Linked DNA regions of Gossypium hirsutum: region 2 is linked to region 1. Evidence: chromatin contacts called from public Hi-C data. All regions are on one chromosome and are shown on one strand. The core of a region is the stretch at or near the end of the contact, and the rest is flanking DNA. Distances in the headings are between cores, read along the strand shown.

What was found. Hi-C and Micro-C count contacts between places; a contact is called where the count stands out from the background.
Region 2: a contact with region 1 is called in a Hi-C map of leaf, with 2.5 times the contacts expected there. The contact joins the promoter of LOC107912538 here to the promoter of LOC107912550 in region 1. A contact is called at or near these places in 3 of 34 Hi-C or Micro-C datasets (all in leaf).

What each region holds. Positions count from the first base shown.
Region 1 is chrD11:14,722,218-14,725,745 of Gossypium_hirsutum_v2.1, reverse strand. It overlaps LOC107912550 (nuclear transport factor 2), which reads left to right and starts at 1,585. Exons shown (of 10, transcript XM_016840769.2): 1 at 1,585-1,873; 2 at 2,235-2,305; 3 at 2,404-2,541; 4 at 3,013-3,301; 5 at 3,389-3,528. The coding sequence starts at 2,249.
Region 2 is chrD11:14,923,215-14,926,742 of Gossypium_hirsutum_v2.1, reverse strand. It overlaps LOC107912538 (peptidyl-prolyl cis-trans isomerase FKBP62), which reads right to left and starts at 1,880. Exons shown (of 12, transcript XM_016840750.2): 1 at 1,495-1,880; 2 at 1,299-1,385; 3 at 453-713; 4 at 264-338; 5 at 90-170; 6 at 1-7. The coding sequence starts at 1,675. It overlaps LOC107912539 (peptidyl-prolyl cis-trans isomerase FKBP15-1), which reads right to left. Exons shown (of 6, transcript XM_016840751.2): 4 at 3,494-3,528; 5 at 3,252-3,356; 6 at 2,709-3,043. The coding sequence ends at 2,955.

The sequences.
Region 1 (3,528 bases), core at 336-2,835:
TTCATGTGGAAGTCATTATCATGGGTTTGGCCAAAAGTTGTGGGTAATATTTTTTTGGTTAATTGGCGATGGTCGTCTGACGAATTTTTGGAATGATGTATAGGTTAGGCAGATGGGTCCCTTGCAAGATATTATTGAGTATTGGATCAACCTGATAACACATTGTGCGTTTGTGACTTAGTGACTGAGAATGGTCTTTAGGATTGGGATTGTCTTACTAATCTCGTTCCACGCCCCATTATTCAACAGATCGCAGCGATCATACCCCCATCTAATGTTGTAGGACAATATTGCTTGGCTTGGAAATAGATGGAAAATTATGGTTTTTCATCATCTGCGACTTATAAGAATCTCTTTAGTCAAGTTTTTGATGATGCTGCTATTTGGAAGATGATTTGGAGAGTTCCAACGCCTCAAAAGGTACATGTTTTCTTATGGCTTTTATGGCATGATAGATTATTGACAAATAATGAGAGAAGACGTAGGCATATGACAAAGGATGGTTTTTGTCCTTTGTGTACTGCTAGTTTGGAGACAAGGATTCATCCTCTTCGGGATTGCGCTTTTGCTATGACTGTATGGCGAATAGTGGTTCCTCGGCAAGCCCATAATATTTTCTTTTCTTTGTCAATAAAGGAAAGGTTAGTTTGGAACTTGCAGGATAAAGGTAGTCTTCACTATGAAGAAATGGAGTGGCAAACACTGTTTGTAATCTTGTATTGGCTACTTTGGAATAGTAGAAATGAGTGTGTGTTCTCTAATAGTCATAGGAATATCGGGGCTATTGTGGATACTGGCTACATGTGGGCTAGGAGTTATCGGGATTTGGATATGCAGATGAAATCCTTGGGGACCATGATGAGTCTTTCAAGTTGGACTCCTCCTATAACGGGTTGGATAAAACTCAATTCAGATGGAGTTGTGTCGAATTTGGAATGAAAGGCTCCTATTGGAGGTGTTCTTAGAGATTCAAATGCAAATTGGTTATGAGGCTACGCGATGAGTTTTGGTCACGAGTCAGTCTTTAAAGTTGAAACAAGAGCGATGTTGGAAGGGTTATTCTTAGCTTGGGATAAAGGGTTTTGGAAAGTTGGAGTTGAGTGTGATAATGCTTTGTTGGTTGAATTACTTTTGCCTGGTGGAGGAGCTAGTAGTAGTTTAGTGGAGCTGCAATTGTTACATCAAGTTTTGTGTCGGAAATGGGAGATTCGTATCCGACATATCTCAAGAACTCTTAATGGTGTTGCTGATCACATGACTAAATGTGCTGATACAAGTAGCTCTTTGATACGTTTATTTAGATCCCCACCGGCTTCGGTCATGAACTTGCTGAGAAAAGATCGCAAGATGTCTATTTACTCTTGATTATAGGTTTATCGATGTCTATTTACTCTTGATTATAGGTTTATCTAGTGTAATCGCTTAATGTTGTCATTCTCTAAAAAAAAAAACTTGATTTATTTTAAGTTAAATCAAATAATCGCTCTAATTATTTAAAAAACAATTAAATTATTAGTTAAATGGAATAATTTTTGGAGAAATCAGAATAAAGAATAAGAATACAAAAGCCAATATGCTTTTTTAACTCTTTTTTATTTTTATTTTGCTTGCGGAGTATAAATATAAAAAATCCTGGTGCAGAGGAGTCTCTCTTGCTCCTCGGTCTGTCTGCGGCTCTTCAACATCATAAAAAAACCCTAAAACCCGCCAAACCACCCCCACAAAGAGGGGTGAGAGTGAGAGAAAGATTAATCAGAACAAAAGAAGAAGCGATCTGAATTCAAATCCAAATAAAGAAAATCATAACCTAATACTCTCTTCTATCTCACCTCTCTTTTCTTTTTGTTCTTGCGATAAGAATCTAAAAGCTCAGGTAAACTATCGCATGTTTCAACTTTTTTATTTTTATTTCTTGTTTGGTTGCTTTAATGTATATATCTTAGATCAACGACGATTGTTAGGTTAGGCGAAACAAAAGATGCTTAAATTTTCCCAGGAATATGATTATGCTGAATTTTAACTGCAAACTTACTGTTTCGTGGATCTCGTGGTTCTGTTTGTTTTAGCGGAAAGTTTTCCTATGATATACTCACTTGTTCAGCAGGTATAAGTTGGAATTCTTCGTGGTTATTTACTGGGGAAAAAGATTTATGCCTTTGGACATTTGGTCGGGGTTAAATATTTGGGTTTAGGGTTTTGAGTAGTATTTTAATTTAGGTTTTGTTGTTTTGCAGGCTTCAAATCGGCAATGGCATCTGTAGAACAACAAGTCCCTGCTGGAATTGCTACTCCTACTTCCGATGTTGTATGTTCCTCACCTGCTTTTTTTTTTGTCGTGGGTCTATGTGTTTAGTGATTATTTATTTTAAAGTTAAGTTTTGCTCTCTATTGTTGATGGTTTAGGTCGGTAATGCCTTTGTTCATCAATACTACCTTATCTTACATCAATCCCCTGAGCTGGTTCACCGGTTTTACCATGATAGCAGCAAACTTGGCCGCCCCGAAGAAAATGGCGGCATGAGTATTACAACTACTATGCAAGTGAGTTTTCTGTCTGTCACTCTGTCTCTTTCATGCATGTGTGTTTGTCCCGGGTCAAATGTTTTAAATGTGCGTGTTCTGTAGTCATTATGTTTCTCTTCAAATTTTTCTGCAAACCATGTTTTTGCCCTTTTCAAAGCCATGTATTAGTAAGTCCAGGTTTACTTGGTTTGTAATGTAAAAACTTACTCTAGTTGTGGTTCTATTTGTGCAAAAATAGAAACCTAGGGCATGTACAACAATTGGACTTTTTTCTAAATGGCAAACTGTTCAATAATAGAAATTTCTAATTTAAAAAAGAACTGGTTGCATAACCAACTTTGTTCTTCAACTTTTATACTGTTGGTTGTATTGGGGCTTAGAAACTTTTTTTTTCATTCTCTTGAGTCTTGATGTAATTTCCAGATGGTTAATGCCTTAGAGGAGTTAAAAAATGATAGATCTGAAATTGTGATTCATTTTGTGGACCAGGCCATCAATGAGAAGATACTCTCACTTGGTTATGGAGAATTCACTGCAGAAATAACAACTGTAGACGCACAAGACTCTCACAATGGAGGAGTACTTGTTCTTGTGACTGGGTATTTAACTGGAAAGGACAAAGTGAAGAGGAAATTCACTCAGAGTTTCTTTTTGGCACCTCAAGACAAGGGCTATTTCGTTTTAAATGATGTTTTTAGATTTGTCGATGATACGAAACATCAACCTGGGAGCCAGGACCCAGTTAATGGTTTTGAGGCTTCTCTTACTCCTGAGCAAGGTAATCTGAAACCCAGAGTCTGCGACTGACTCCTGACATAGAGAATTATAATGATGTTCTCCTATTGATATTAATATTTGACTGCAGACCATTCTCCTGTTCCAGAGAATCACATTGAGCAACCGGCTGCATTGCCTGAAGAATGTAATGGACCAGAAGTGTACAATCCTTCCGAGAATGGAGATGGCTCTATTGAGGAAGAGGAATCACCAGTGGCTGAGGTTGTT
Region 2 (3,528 bases), core at 631-3,130, 200 kb before region 1:
AAGCCATCTTTATAATGAAAAATAGGGTTAACGACAAGAACCACATTTATTTAAGTCCATTCTTCTGAGGAAATTGGAGTATAACTTACATTGCGGCTTCACTGTAAGAAGTACTTTCTCCCCTTTCTTCATTGTCTTAACAGCCTTAGCCAAAGCAGGACAGAAATGACCTATTTATTGAAGAAGAAACAACCACAGAAATTGAGGAACTAAAAAATAAAATTAGGACAGAAGTGAAGAGGGACGGCATTGACAATACAAACCCTCCATAACAGTGAACTCCTTGCCATCAGCTTTTGCAACCACTGTTCCATCCTCAAGCTTAGCTTCATAGTTAACTGGATTCAAGATACAAACCGATTATTAAACAACCTAGCTCAACTGAAGACCCACTCGGATAGAAATAATATTATTATAAATATTAAAAGAACAAACAGATTGAAAATATCTACCTAACACTTCATCAGGGTCCTTGGGATTCTCCCACTTCTCTCCTCCAGTCAGTATCTTCTTAAATAGCCCACCGTCTTTGCAAATGTCCTTGACACTTGTCCAAGAGAGCAATTCAACATCGAATTGGAGGGTCGCATTAGGAGGAATGGTTGGCGGTGAGCCAGATTCACCATATGCCAGCTCAGGAGGAATGGTAAAAATAGCATTCTCACCTTTCTTCATTGTCTTAATACCTTCATCCCATCCTTTAATAACTTGTCCTGCAAACATTAAAAGAAAGCAGAAATTCCATATTGAAGTCCAAAACTAAACAGAAACTTGACAATAAAGTAATCGAATTTCCAAATGCGACACACCTTGAACTCCTGCTATAGATCAACCTCAAGAATATGATCATCAGAAGACAGAACTAATTTAATCGGCCAAATGAATCTAATTACAGTGAAAATAATAAATCCATGAATCCCGTATTTTGGTATTGCCAATCTCCAAGCGAAACAAACACTAAGATTCAAGGAAATTCCTCTTATCACATTCCAAACGGAGCACAAAAACAATGAAACTCGAACAGCAGGAACACTAGTAGGACTTCAGAAACTCGCCATGGTTTTAACATTAAGTTCCAAAATTTTAAACGCATTTCCAGGAAAAGAAATGAAACAATGTTGACGTATTGGGTAAATTTTAAGCACGTGTTACTGAAAAACATATGCTTCAGACTCGTATTAATTAATAATGCAAAACACTAAAATCAAACATATATTTTTCAACATCTAATTGAATATAAATCAGATTAAAATTGATTTCAGAAATATTCAAAAGAGGAAGGGGTGAACTTTATTTACCTTGACCGAGAGCAAACTTGAAAGGAGTCCCTCTATCACGGCTTGAATCGAATTTAGTTCCATCCAGCAACGTCCCCGTATAATGAACTGTACCAACAACAACAACCAATCAGACTCCAAAACATTTTTGAAAACAGAAAGAGTAATTATTTATTGCTTTTACTTGTTTATTATAGTGTAATTCAGATACATATACCTTCAACTTCGTCGACGGTTTCAGGATTCTCCCAACCTTCACCTTCCTTAACAAGTTTCTTCTTCAAGCCTTGCGTTCCGATCTCCTTCTCTTCTCCTACCTTCAAGGTGGGAACATCCCCGGGAAGATCAATGTCGTCATTCACATCCTCCACCAGCGGGATATCAAAATCCTCATCCATTTCGAATAGAAGAGGCTAAGAGATAGGGAGCTAATGTGTGCGTGAAAAGTGAACAATGAGCGTAAACAGGGAAGCTTTCAAAGCTGAGAAATGGAGGAACGCAAAGAAAGGGATTTTATGGGAGAATGTAGGTTCCAGAGGCTTCCATGGTAAGGGTATAGCGAGAAACGTGATTGATCGATTGGTTTTGAAGGGTCAGGATGCTTCCACATTTTCCTTTTTATTTAATTCAAATATATTTCATTTCTTTTTTCTTTTTTTTTTTTCTCTGGGGCTGGATTAAAGATTGCATTGACAGAATTGTTCCTCGTGCGCGGGTTTACAGTTGATCGGACGGCTCCGGCGTATCTGTTACCATTCTTTTACATTAGATTAGTCAATTTATATTTGAACTGGATTAAGTTTTTTAATTAGTATTATTCTTGTGTAATGAGATTATAATAATTTAGAAGATGTGTGTTTAAATGTGATTAAAGCTAAAATTACCTTCCAATTTAAAGATTTAAGGGTTAAGAAGATATCACATCCCCATCATTAATAACATATACAACTTTCTAATCTTAATTTGGAAATACGCGCTTCCTTTGATGGTTATAATAGCAATATTGCCAAATAAAACACATAAAATTTTTAACTTATTATAGTATTTTTATTTAAAATTATTTTAAAAACAATAAAATACATTAAAGTCTTTCGATAAAATCAATGTGAGTTCAATCTTTCGTTATTAAGTAAAAAACCAAATTAAATTAAGCAAAACTTTCATTTTGACCAAATAAAACTAAATTTAGCTTTAAAGTAATTATCTGTTGTTACAGAACACTATCTTGTATCAGAAGATGAAATCAGGTACTCAATTTTGTTGGAGAGACCGACTCAACTTGGTTTAACGACAATGTATAATGCAATCACAATTGTTCCAAGTGATCTTTGTTAACTGTGGAAATTTTACCCTTCATTCATCCTTTGAAATTGAAGCTTGCCTGTCATCATATCAGAAATGCACAACTTTTATCAAGTTCTAATTCGACAGTTGAATTCACCTTATCTGCCCACATATTATAATAATCAAAGGAAGAACCATCCAAAAAGAATGTTTCTCCAACATTCTAACAAACAAATAGTTTTCCTTGTGGAAAAAAAAAAACCCCCCAAAAATATTATCTGAATCCTAGACAGAAGGCCTGTTGAGGTTACGCCATCATAATAGCGTTTTTTACTGGAAAACAAGCGTAGTAAAATATATAAAAAAAAAAGTTGACGCTAATGAACAAAGCAACTATAGCTCATCTTCACTTGTATCCTCCCCACTCGATGGCTTCCCATTGACTGAAACAAGCTCTGTGTCAAATATTAGCGTTGCTCCACCTGGTAAGTTCGGCAAATAAAAAATTCGTCAATTTTTGTTTCCTCTGATAGACAAACAGCCAAAGCAGCTTAAAGCAAAGATTTTATTCAGTATGTAAAGGAGCTTCCATAATAACATCATTCCTTCAATTATATGAATAACGGACCACTGTCTACGACATTGGAATTGTGAAGCATAAAGGAATATGAACAAAAATGAAGAATTTACCTGGGATGGTGGGTGGTGAACCCTGTTCACCATATCCAAGCTTAGCAGGTATTTTCAATTTGCGCTTCTCACCAACGCACATCCCCAGCAATCCTTGGTCCCATCCTGCCAAAAGCATAATCGCTTTCAGGCATCAATGAATGAACTCCACACAATATAACCACCAAAATTCAGGTAGTAGAGCAAGTCATTCATTGTCTGAGTTATAGCAAAATCCGGATTAGTTGTTAAGGGCAACTAACCTTTGATTACTTGTCCACTACCAAGCTCAAACTCA